Linked DNA regions of Mus musculus: regions 2 and 3 are each linked to region 1. The links are chromatin contacts, called in public HiChIP or PLAC-seq and promoter capture Hi-C maps. All regions are on one chromosome and are shown on one strand. Each heading gives the region's core, a stretch centred on a gene start, on an enhancer-like site or on the middle of the called end of the contact. The rest is flanking DNA. Distances are from core to core; before and after follow the strand shown. Region 1 holds the start of Zbtb45 (zinc finger and BTB domain containing 45). Region 2 overlaps Ehd2 (EH-domain containing 2). Region 3 holds the start of Crx (cone-rod homeobox).

The links. Promoter capture Hi-C pulls out the DNA fragments that hold promoters and counts their contacts. HiChIP or PLAC-seq counts read pairs in DNA pulled down with a chosen protein or histone mark.
Region 2: a promoter capture Hi-C map of hippocampal neurons shows a contact between it and region 1, with 6 times the contacts expected there. The contact joins the enhancer-like site here to the promoter of Zbtb45 in region 1. A contact is called at or near these places in 5 of 39 promoter capture datasets (the C10 cell line, cranial neural crest, hippocampal neurons and 2 more) and 2 of 115 datasets of contacts at active chromatin or transcription factors (both in embryonic stem cells).
Region 3: a contact with region 1 is called in an H3K27ac HiChIP or PLAC-seq map of embryonic stem cells, with 6 times the contacts expected there. The contact joins the promoter of Crx here to the promoter of Zbtb45 in region 1. A contact is called at or near these places in 1 of 39 promoter capture datasets (cranial neural crest) and 1 of 115 datasets of contacts at active chromatin or transcription factors (embryonic stem cells).

The regions. Positions count from the first base shown.
Region 1 is chr7:13,007,612-13,011,712 of GRCm38.p6, reverse strand. Zbtb45 (zinc finger and BTB domain containing 45) reads left to right here and starts at 1,861. Exons shown (of 3, transcript NM_001360833.1): 1 at 1,861-2,077; 2 at 3,384-4,101. The coding sequence starts at 3,384.
Region 2 is chr7:15,960,956-15,965,056 of GRCm38.p6, reverse strand. It overlaps Ehd2 (EH-domain containing 2), which reads left to right. Exons shown (of 6, transcript NM_153068.3): 2 at 691-1,150; 3 at 1,580-1,677. The coding sequence starts at 747. Among named protein-coding and RNA genes, the nearest start is that of Ehd2, 4.5 kb to the left of the region's middle. Within about 2 kb of position 2,221, at least 160 of the 459 cell types and tissues checked have an H3K27ac peak or open chromatin away from gene starts, as enhancers often do. A contact at or near this core is called in hippocampal neurons, where this site is marked.
Region 3 is chr7:15,878,132-15,882,232 of GRCm38.p6, reverse strand. Crx (cone-rod homeobox) reads left to right here and starts at 2,278. Exons shown (of 4, transcript NM_007770.4): 1 at 2,278-2,417.

The DNA of each region.
Region 1 (4,101 bases), core at 612-3,111:
CTCTTACCCATTGAACCATCTCTCCAGCCCGCAAGATCTCTTTCTTGGGCTAAGAATCTTAAGAGATAAAGGTGCCAGACCATTATGCTTGTCATTTTGCTGTTAATCCATCCTTCCTTCCTTCCTTCCTTCCTTCCTTCCTTCCCCTCTGTCTCTCTCTTTTTAAAAAGATTTATTTCCTTAATGTATATATGAGTATACAGTAGCTGTCTTCAGACACACCAGAAGAAGGCATCAGACCCCATTACAGATGGTTGTGAGCCACCATGTGGTTGCTGGGAGTTGAACTCAGGACCTCTGGAAGAGCAGTCAGTGCTCTTAACTGCTGAGCCATCTCTCTAGCCTGCTATTAATTATTTCAACCCAGGATCTCATGCATGCAAGCAATTGTCCCAGCTCATTTACTTGGGTGTTTTTTATTGTTTTTGTTTTGTTTTGCTAAGCAGGTTCTTATGGTTGAGGCTGTCTTAAACTCCCATTCGTCCAGCTTCTCCCTCTCAAGTAATAGGATTACAAGCATTCCTAGCTGTTAAATTTTGAGGGTCCCCCCCCTCCTATAGCATCCTATGTAACCCAGATTGGGCTCAACTCTGATATCTGGGGGGTGACCTTGAACTTCTGACGCTCCTGCCTCAACCTCTGAGGTTTTTTTTTTTGTTTTTTTTTTTTTTTTTTGGTTTTTCGAGACAGGGTTTCTCTGTATAGTCTTGGCTATCCTGGAACTCTCACTTTGTAGACCAGGCTGGCCTCGAACTCAGAGATCCTCCTGCCTTTGCCTCCCAAGTGCTGGGATTATAGGCATACGCCACCACCGCCTGGCTTCCCCAGACTTTCAAACACACATACAACACAGCTACCCAGCATGGGTCCAGGATGGGGAACAAAACATCCTGACATCTTCCTCATGCGGCACCACCCACTAGATTCCTCAGTACCATTCACACGGAGGCCCAGAGCTCTATGCCTCTCTTTTGCCTTACATAGTGGTTGATTGATTGCCCCAAGAACAGAGGGGAAGGGAAGGCCAACCCACCACTTGAGAGGTTTGGTTCATGGGTGTCTTGGACAACAAAAGGACCACGTAGGAGCCCCGCTTGGACAACTCTCTGGCTGTTCTCTCCCTCTACGCACTTAGTCCCTGCTCCTTGGTATCTGACTACTTCCGAGCCCACTTCGTGTCCTACATTCTATTCTGATCTGTGGCCAAGCTGGGGTTCTTCAACCATTCATTTATAGAGCAGCGAATTCCCGAGAGTCTGGGTGGGGTGAGGTGGGAGCACCGAATGAGGAGGCTTCCTTGGGAAGGTGGGCCTGTGTTCTTTAGATGACTGCAGGGAAGCTCTGCAAAGCTTCTTCATCTGGGGTGCGAGCAGAAGTGACTCAAGAGAAACTTCTCGGGGCTGAAGAGATGGCTCAGCGGTTCACTGCCATCGGTAATGGGAGCTGATGCCCTCTTCTGGTGTGTCTGAAGAGAGTTAATAATGTACTCGCATAAAATAAATAGAAAATAAATAAATCGAGAGAGAGAGAGAGAGAGAGAGAGAGAGAAACTTTTCCCGTGTAAGAGAAAAGCCACCTGGGAGAAAAAAAAAAAGCCTCTGGATTCCATCCAGCGCCCTCTCCAGACCCGCTGAGAGTACTGAGGGCGTGGCCCGAGGAGTGATTGACAGCTCGCTCGGATCAGCCTGGAGACGACGGACTCCTGCTCCTTCTGCCTACTGATCCCCAGCTCTTCGGTCCCCAGCTTCTGCGATTTTGGTTGTGGCGCGGACCAGACCGGAAGTTCTGCTCAACGACTGCCTAGTCTAAAGAGGAACACCGGAAACGTGCTCCCGACTATCGTTCCGCCTGTGCCGAGGCTATCTGTTCCGCTTCAGCGCCCGGAAGTGCGGCCTTCAAGTTGACAAGCAGGAGGACCTGCAGGACCTGCTGCCTGAGGAGTCGGAGGTGGGGTCGAGCGGGCATCCCCCTGCCTCAGAGTCCCAGAGAAGGCTGGGGCGTGCCAGGAGCGGCACGCCTGCGTGAGGATCGGTGTGCACGTTGCGAACACAAGAGGGCGCTGCAGGATCGGGGCAGGGTGCGGAGGCGGGAAACTGGGGGTAGATGTAGCGGGCCTGAAGGGGACTCTGGCATAGATAGGGTGGGAGTGAGACAGGCTGATGGAACAAGGTGCATGGCATGGGTGAGGGAGTTGTAGCGAGAATGCTGTAGGAGATGTGGGAGAGTGTGCCTTTGTTCTGAGGCATTCAGGAAGGTTCTGCTGCATCTGAGGAGTCCGGGCGTTCGAGAAGTAGGGTATGGATGGGGTTGAGGAAGAGTTATGGGTTGGCATATTATTTGAAAAAGGAGGCCGCTTGGCAGAGACAGGTTCAAAGCCTTGGTGGGTTTGAAGAATTAATTCATCATCATAGAGGTCCCAGATAAACCCGGTTCGCAGGCTCCCTCTGGCGGCCACGTGAGGGAAAGGCCTGGAGGTGGGAGTGTGGAAGGGACCCTGCATGGCGACTTCCAGTAGGCCAGGCCAGTGGTAACTGACACAATGTGTGCAATACTCCGAGAGAAAGGGAAGGGTGTTTTTGTGTTAAGGATCTAGAATCGTTGAGTCTGAGATCTCAGTAGTCCTTTTGTAAGGGGCAGGATTAAATGGGGCCCTGCTCTGGGTCTGTCCTAGAGAGACAGGCTGGTGGTCAGGGCGAATCCTGAATCTTGATTCTCTTCCCTTAGAGCAGTGTATGCAATCTGATCCAAGGGAAACACCCTTGTTTGCTGAATAAGGAAACAGGCCCAGAGACCTGGAGATATTTGCTTGATGGGTTAACTGACAATTCTGATTCCCAGCTCCTTTGCGGAGGGCGTGTGTGTGTGTGTGTGTGTGTGTGTGTGTGTGCGTGTGCGTGTGTGTGTGTGTGTGTGTGTGTGTGTGTGTGTGTGATGGAAGAATCTGTCTTCCCTCAGTATGATTAGTGCCAGGATGATAGTCTCGGGTTCATAAGAACTATGGGGATTGCTAAACAACACTGAATTTCAGCTTGCTGGCCTTTCACATCACTGGTGCATTTTCAAAGCCCAAAGTTAGCACCTCTCAGGTGATGCAAAGAAGAAACAAGGTTGCAAAGGCCTTGTTATATGTACTGTTTATTTGCTTCCCTTGGGTATGGCAGGCACAAATCCTCAGCCTCAAGGGGTGTTCCTAAATGATTCGGCCAGGAGGCAAGTTGCCTCCCCACCCTTCTGAAAACCTCCACATAACAGTAGTTAATGGGACCTGGTTCTTGAGGTAGTCATAGATCTGCTTGGGGCCTTCGTGGTACTAGGATATGGAAATCTGACTAGGGTAGACTAGAAAAGAAAACAGCCATCCGCATTGTCTCCTCCTCTTGCAGATGGCAGCCACAGAGGCAGTGCACCACATCCACCTACAGAACTTTTCGCGCTCACTACTGGAGACCCTCAATGGGCAGAGGCTAGGCGGTCACTTCTGTGATGTGACCGTGCGCATCCGTGAGGCTTCTCTGCGTGCTCACCGCTGTGTGCTGGCCGCTGGCTCACCCTTCTTTCAGGATAAACTGCTGCTCGGCCACTCAGAGATTCGTGTGCCACCAGTGGTGCCTGCGCAGACAGTGCGCCAGCTGGTCGAGTTCCTTTACAGCGGCTCGTTGGTGGTGGCACAGGGCGAAGCGCTGCAGGTACTCACTGCAGCGTCGGTGCTTCGCATCCAGACCGTCATTGACGAGTGCACACAGATCATCGCTCGTGCCCGTGTCCCCAACACCCCGGCGCCTGCGCCTCTGCCACCACCCGTGCCCCCTCCACTAGCACCCGCGCAGCTGCGCCACCGTCTGCGCCACTTGCTGGCCGCCCGCCCCCCGGGTCATCCCAACGCCGCGCACAGCCGCAAGCAGCGCCAGCCCGCGCGTCTTCAGCTACCTGCACCCCCAGCACCCATCAAGGCTGAGGGGCCTGATGCGGAGCCAGCGCTGACTGCCGCGCCTGAAGACAGAGGTGAAGAGGATGACGATGAGGAAACGGATGAAGAAACCGACGCTGAAGAAGGTGAAGGAGGCGGCGGCGGCCCGGGTGAGGGCCAGGCTCCCCCTGCCT
Region 2 (4,101 bases), core at 972-3,471, 3.0 Mb before region 1:
GCATCCCCACCAGACAATTCTCAACTCCCAGCCCCCAAGAGCCTGTCCCACCCTTGGGCCTTTGTACATACCATCCTCTGCGTAAGACCTTTGTCTTGCCTGTGCTCCACAAAGAAGCTCAGAAGTCAGCCTTTCCCAGGCCTTTGCTGACCCCGTGGTCAGTTTCCCATGCCCCCTCTGGATGCCTGGAATTCTGCAGGTATCACTAACTGTTGGGTGCCCAGGCCCTCAGTTGTGGGCTCTGGTTGGAAGGCAACTGGACTTTATGGCTCTTATCTTGGATGATAGCTCCTGCAGCATCGAGCGAGCCATGTCAGTGAAGATATGTTTAATGATGGTCATGTGATGTAATGATGCACGGATTTAGCAATGACTTTCTTTGGATGCCTTTTGAGATAGGGTCTTACACGTTGCCCGGTCCAGCTTTGAACTTCTGATCTTCCTCCCTCAGCTTCCCAGGGTCACAGATGTACTTAACTATATCCAGCTCAGGGATGCATTTCTTCCCCAGCAGTTCCTTCCTTTGCTATAGTCTCTCTTATTTTTCAAAGCACTTCCTCTTCTTGAACCCAGACAGTCTCATGCTAGCCCCTCCCCCTCCGTCTTCCTATCACTGGCTCGGCCTGCTCCTCCCAGTATCTATAGCCATACTCTAGCAGTCTTCCATTGTGTTCCCCCCTCTTCTGGCAGGTGAGCTCTCCACCTTGTAGTCTCCTTGGGTGACCCAGTGGGCATCGAAAGTCACCATGTTCAGCTGGCTGAAGAAGGGCGGGGCCCGGGGCCAGCGACCTGAGGCCATCCGCACCGTGACCTCATCCCTCAAGGAGCTGTATCGCACGAAACTTCTTCCCCTGGAGGAACACTACCGTTTTGGGTCTTTCCATTCACCGGCCCTTGAAGATGCTGACTTCGACGGCAAACCCATGGTGCTGGTGGCCGGCCAGTATAGCACCGGCAAAACCAGCTTCATCCAGTACCTTCTGGAGCAGGAAGTCCCTGGCTCCCGCGTGGGTCCCGAGCCCACCACCGACTGCTTCGTGGCTGTCATGCATGGCGAGACAGAGGGCACCGTGCCCGGAAATGCTCTCGTTGTGGACCCAGAGAAGCCCTTCCGCAAACTCAACCCTTTTGGAAACACTTTTCTCAACAGGTGTGGAAACTGCCAGCCAGGAGGGGGGCGAGGGACGTCTGTCTCAGAATACTTCTGTCCTTCTCAGCTCCGATACTCTTCTTTCTGCCTACTTCTTTCCCTTCCTGCGCCTGCCCCCCTCCCCTATTGGGGCCTGGGCTCCAATTGTGCCTCTGCCGCTGAGTGCTGGGCAGCCTTGTTCAAGTGACTTAACTTCTCTGTGCCTCTTATGTTCATCTGGAAAATGAAGGTAACAACAGTAGTGATTTGGGATAGTCCTAGACACAGATAGTTTTATATAAATCCATTGATGCCTCTGGACTTTCTTCTTTCCTGGACTTCTGTCCTCTGCACCTACCGTTCTTTATGGTACCATTAGTGTCCCTTCTTCATATCTCCTTTTGCCCTCCTTTGCGTTGACCCCTGACCTTCTGTCTCCCCATATCCCAGGTTTATGTGCGCCCAACTCCCCAACCAGGTCCTGGAGAGCATCAGCATCATCGACACGCCTGGCATCCTATCAGGTGCAAAACAGAGAGTGAGCCGTGGTGAGTGAGGAGGAAGCCCAGGCTGAGGGAGGAGGCTGCGCCCCCCCCCCCCCCGCCCCACTCGTGTCTTGCGGAAGAGGCTGGTGTCTATACACACAGGTCTGAGGGAGGAGGCTTAGGCCTGGACTTCACTGTGTACAGGAGGTGGGCAGAGCCTTCACCTTTAGATTTAATAGAGGAGACTGGGGCCTCCTTTGGTTGTCCCTTTGCAGGCAACTGGAGCTACAGAAGACAGGCATTCCTTCCACAGGACTGGTGGTAGGGCGGGGAGACACGAGTGAACACATGCGAACAGGCTGCTGCCACATGTCTGGGCGGGCCAGGAGGGTGGAAAGAAAGAGAAGAACAGGGACAGAAACTGAGGGTAAGGGGCAGGAGATACTCAGAGTCCAGGAAGAGACAGGGTTGGGCAGGGAGGCCCTGGGCCCCATGCTTGTCCCTCTGAGCTCCTGGCTCAGAGGTTGGGCCACAGATGAAGCTGAGAGGGAGAATCTGGGTGGGGGCCAAGACCTGGCCTGGAATTTATAAACAGCTGTGCAGGGGGAGCGGCGGGGAGTAAATTCCAGCAGAGCCTCCAGTGAGCACATCCCTACCCACTCTGCCTACCCTCTTAGTCCCGCTCCTATCCCAGTCTCTGTCCCCTCCCCCACACCTCCCCCATTCCAGTATCTGGGTCCAAAGCCCCTCTGTCCATCCCTGACACCACCCTCATCTCTAGGTCTCTGCCAGGGAATTAGGGCAAAGGAGGCAACAGTGTGGGGCAGAGGGGACCCAAGGCCAGGCGGGAGGCAGGGCCAGGGCAGGGCTTTGGCTCCAAAAGTGCCAGTGCCCCTGGCCGCTATCCAGCAGAGCAGCCCCGAGGGAGAAACACAGGAGGCAGCTGCAGAAACGGTTGCAGTGCTCTGCCAGCTGGAGGTGGGGGGAGCAGCGGGGAGGAATTCCTGGTGTGCTTAGCCCTTGGGTTGGGCCTAAATGATGGAGGGAGCCCAAGGCCCCAGCTTCCACAGGAGGTGAAGAAGGGTGGGGATGGGGATCCCCTTCCTCTGGCCCTGGAGGCATAGGAGGTGGAGCCTGTCTGTCCAGGGGGACTTGTGGGGGTGGTGAGAACTGGGGAAATCCTGGGAAAAGTAGTGTGTGATGGGTGTGGGCTGTGTGTCTGTCTGTGGTGGTGTGTGCTGACAGGCGTGCATGGAAGCCATGACTCTGAAGTAGTGTGAATTGATGGAAGTACCTCTAATTGTGACTAGTTGTGATTTTATGTGATCTGGAGAGAAGGTGTGGGGCAGGGGGACATAGAGGGATACTGTGAAGCTGTTTTATTGCAGTGTTGGTGCCTTGAACACAGTGGACAAGCATGCCACGCCCCCAGCCCCTCACTGGGGGATTCTAGGCAGGGGCTCTACCACTGAACCACGCCCGCAGCCCCTCACTGGGGGATTCTAGGCAGGGTCTCTACCACTGAGCCATGCCCTCAGCCCCTCCCTGGGGGATTCTATGCAGGGGCTGTATCAGTGAGTTACATGACTTACGAAGTGTGTGTGCACACGTGCATACACATGCATGTCTGAATCTGTCTTCGTCTGTGTGAGTTATACTGTGCATCTTGAAAGGTGTAAAATTGCCAGAGAGAACTAACTCATGTGGCAGTGCACATTCTAGTGCTGAGAAAGCTGGGACGGGAGGATTGTGACTAGTTCGAGGCCAGCCTGGACATCACGGTAATAACTGCAGCACAGTGTGTGTTCAAACGGGTCTCCATACTAGAGAGTGCACCAATCTCTCTGTTTGTGATGGCATACCCATATCTGTGCAGGTCCCAGACTCTGACATAAATACGTGTCTGGGAGCCTGTGTCTGGCTCCAGGAGACTCTGATGTATCCAGGCTGTTTGATGCTGGGTGTGCACTGGCAGAAGTGTGGCTGACTGCCTGGGGAAGCTTGCCCTGGTGTGACTGTTGCCTGGAGTGTCTCTCTGGCACACCTCCAGTCTGGACTCTGATATATATTTTTTTCATTTCCTTGTTTTTGACACAGAGTCTTGTTCCGTAGTTCAAGCTGGTCTAGAACTCACTATCTGTTCCAAATTGGCCCCCAGCTGGTAGCAATCCTCCTACCTCAGCGGTTCTTGCAGTGAGATGACAGGCATGCACCAGTGCCCCAGGGCTTTATTCCTTGAAACTATAACTTACACAAGCCACCTTGTATTTCTGTGCCTCGGTTTCCTGCCTGAGAATGGGGAGGATGCTGTAGGGACTTCTGAGAAGGGTTAAATTAGCTGCATGGGCGCCTGGGTGATGGGCAAGGAGAACTGTTTTTCTTGGGTGAACATCGCGTCTCTGCCACGTCTCCATTCCCATGCTGACTCAACCTCCCTGTCCCTTCTCCCTCCCTTTCTCCATCCCTCCCTTCCTCCCTCCCTCCCCC
Region 3 (4,101 bases), core at 1,029-3,528, 2.9 Mb before region 1:
CAAGTTAGGTACCCCCCCCCCCACACACACACACAATGTAGAGATTGAACCTAGAACCTTGCTCTTGCCAGGCCTTTTAGTCCCAGTCTTTCAAGTTTTCTAAAACAAAAGCAAAAACAAAAAAATCTAAACAAGGTGGGGCTTGTTGATGCACGCCTTTATTCCCAGCACTGGGAGGCAGGGGCAAGTGGATCTATGTGGGTTTGAGGCCAGCCTGGTCTACAGAACAAGTATAGGACAGCCATGGCTCTTTACACAGAGAAACCCTATCTCGAAAAAACAAAACAAAACAACAACAATCCCAAACAAAAAACAAAATACGGACCCCCTCAAAACAACAACAACAACAACAACAACAACAACAACAACAACAACAACAACAACAAAAATCAACCCTCCAAAACTAAACCAGAAAACCCGCTCGTCACATGCATTCTGTAGGACTTTAGGCTAGAAATCTAAAGATGAGGCCCCTGGCCTGAAGGATTGTTTCCTAACCCCGTCTGCATAGTTTAGCCTTCCTACTGGGCTGAGCAAAAACGTGGGCCTGAGCCTCCTGTCAAGCTTCAGAGAGCGTCAGACAACTCCTCCTTTGTGTCATTCTACTAATGAGATCTGCTCTGATTCCCTTTCTGGCCCAGAGGCCCTAATCTCTCCTAGCAGGGGGCTGGGGATAGGGGACAGAGGGGAGGTCCCCTCCTGACAAGCAGTGACCCAGTGGTGAGCAGGGATTAGAGTGTGCGTGTGGCTGTGTGTGCCTGTGAGTGCACGGCCCGGTGTTTAGAGAAGCAGAACCAATTTGAGTGGGGAATGGGACTCGAAGTGATATTAATACCTAGAGAGATGAGGGGAGGGACAGAGGGGGAGGGAATTACTGAGGGGGAGAGAGAGATGGCAGGAAGATGTGTATGCGTGGAGTAGCAATGGAACCTTCATTTCAGCTCAAGGATTGCAGGAAGCAAGCAGAGGCTCTGAGACCAGGCTGTAGCCTCAGGCTTAGGTGGACAGGCAGAAGGGTCTCAAATCCAGGAAGGGACCCACAGACAGTGGCAGAACGACAAAGGAGGGAGACACAGAGGGAGACAATGAGAGAATGCAAACTTGCCTTACAAAGGGAACTAGGGACAGAGTCAGAGACAAGGTGAAGGGCTGGAGGGATGGCTCTGTGGTTAAGAGCACTGGGGCTCTCCAGGAGGACCAGGGCTCCATTCTCAATACTTAATGGTGGCTTATAACCTGTAATTCCCGGTCCAGGGCATCTGATGCCCTCTTCTGGTCTCTTCAGGCATCAGGCACTCACTGTGTGTGAACACGTGGGTGCAGGCACAATATCCATGTATGTATAATCAATAAACAAATCTAAACAAGAGAGACACAGAGAGAAAGAGTCAGACATACAGAGACACTCAGAGATAAAAAGACAGAGAGAAAGAGAGACAGGGAGGAAAAGAGCCAGAACCAGAGCTGCAGAGAGACAGCCAGAGACAGAGAGATAGCGGGAGACAGAGAGTAGAGGTAGAGTCCGACACAGATGGAGACTAACAGAGAGACAGAGAGACAGTGGGAGACAGAGAGTCTAACAGAGACACAGGCAGAGATTGACAGAGACATAGAAACTCAGGGAGAGGCATAGAGACAAAGACACAAAGAAACTCAGAGAGGCAGGGTCTGAAATAGTGATGAAGATAGAGAAGCAGAGACTAGAGGCAATGGAGAAGATACAGAGCAATGGGGAGACAGAGATATAGAGAGCCCTGAGGAAGTGAGGGAAGAAGGGAGAAAGACAGAGAGGCACAGAGAAAGAGAGAGAAACTGAGGCAGAAAAAGGGAGAACCATCAAGAACTACACATTTGAATTAGTTCACTCAGTGGGGTCACAGATCTCTCTTCCCAGTTATTCTAGCTGTGTCAGAAGACTTAAAAGTTCAATACTAGCCTGGGCCACAAAGAACAACCCAGGAAGTCCTGTGCCTTTCTTTTCTGTCTCCCAGGAGCACTGTACACTTCTTTCTGTGCTTTTGAAGACATTTCTTTTCAGATAGTAGCTGAAGCTGGAGGAATACCCTTTAGACCCAAGGAAAGACTTCCCTGAGAAGTGGGGGCTCCTGGTTGCAGGCAGGAGTTGGGCTTTCCCTCCCTTCTTCATCAACCCTAATTGCCAAGATGTCACTGTGGGGGTGGTGGGATTAAGCAGACGGTGCCCTTCCCCCAGCCAATGTCACCTCCTGTTGCCCAGTGAGTCCCCCACCTTCCCTGGGATTACCCTTCCAGATCCAGGCCACAATAGATGACATCACTCCCAGCCCAGGCTTAAAGTCGCCCCGTGTGAGGGGACCTATTTCCTCTAGCCTCTGCTGTCTGATGACACCATCCAGTACCTGAACATCCAGGAGAGTCCCCATTTCTCCTTTCCAAAGGTGAGTCTTTCCAGGAGAGGCTGCGAGAATATTTTATTCTCACCCATGTTTGACATGAAGATGGGTCTTGTGATGCTTTCTGAACAGATTAACATAGGGTAGAGATTCCAGCAGGTGTTCAGGGAAACAGGTCACTTAGGACCATGATAGGAGGGAGTAAAGTCATACCAGTTGGGGACTAGTTGTTGGGATCCAGGAGTGGCTTTAGGATGAATGGATTTTATACTCTGAGGACATTCAGAGGTGGAATGTCTCATCTAAGCACACATCCATGGTGTGTGAGCATGTTCATGTGTTTGTGTGTATGTATGTCTACAATGTGTGTGTGTGTCCATGTGAGAGAGCAACCTCGGAGGACAGAGATAGACATACTGGTTGTCTTCCTAAATACTTCCATTTGCTATTTTTTCCTAGACCTCTCTATGTAGACCAGGCTGGCCTTCATCTGATGGATCTTCCTGCCCCTGCCACCCAAGTACTTAAGGTTAAAGGTGTTCACCACCACACCCAGCCTATTTCAGACAAGGTCTTTCACTGAACCTGGATCTCCCTGTGGAGCAGAGGCTGGCTGGACAGTGAGCCCTGTGTATCTGTTTGTCCCTGTTCCCCCAATGCTGGGGTTATAGTGTGCCCAGCTTTTATCTGGGTGCTGGGGTTCTGAACTCAGATCCTCACGTATGCACAGACAGTGCTTTATCTGTTGAGTCTTCTCCCCATTCCCCCGAAAGAAACCTTTTACATTTAATTTATGTTTTTTGAGAGGGAGTCTTTTGGAGCATAGAGTGGTCTTGAACTTGTTCCGTAACAGAGGCTGGTCTTGAACTCCTGATCCCGTGTACTACTGCTCCCGCTTGTTTTTTTTTTTAACTCTTTGTGATTTTTCTTCTCTGTTTGTAAGGTATATATTCATTATATAAGTATACATGCATATATATTTAGTGTGTGTGTGTCTTCTGACTCCTTTGTTGAAGTCAGATGACAACTTGCTGGAGTCTGAGTCAGTTCTCTGCTTCCACCATGTTTGATTCTTAGGAATCAAACTCAGGGTTTTAGGCTTGGTGGCAAGTGTCTTTATGGTTGATCCCTCCTGTGGCCCCTGAGATTTCCTCTTCGTTTGTGTATATACCAATACATAGATCATCTCTCCCTGGAGAACGCTGGTTCTTTTCACTGCCTGGCACTTGGGTGCTATTTGACTGTTGACAGGATGGATCCCTGTCCTATTAGATTGTTTATTAGTTAAAACACGGGCTGGGGCTGTAGCTCAGTCAAAAGATAAGCGCTAACATGTTCTACACAGCTATTTGCTCACATACAAATGGGAAAAAAATTACACTTAACATTTTTCTCTTTTTTCAAAACTATTTATATTTTTATTCACTTTACATTTGGATCACAGCTCCTCTCCCTCCTGTCTTCCTCCTCACATATCCCTTCTCTCTTTTCTCCTCCCCCTTCTCCCTCAAGAAGGGGAGACTCCCTTGGATACCACCCCACTCTGGGACATTTCAGCAGTTCTAGGAACATCCTGACCCACTGAGCCTCATCCAGGGAGTCCAAACAGTGGGGAAGGGGATCCAATGGCAGGGAACAGAAACCGAGACAGCCCCTGTTCCACTTGATAGAAGAACCACACGAACACCAAGTTGCACATTTGCTACAGATGTGTGGGTCTAGGTCCAGC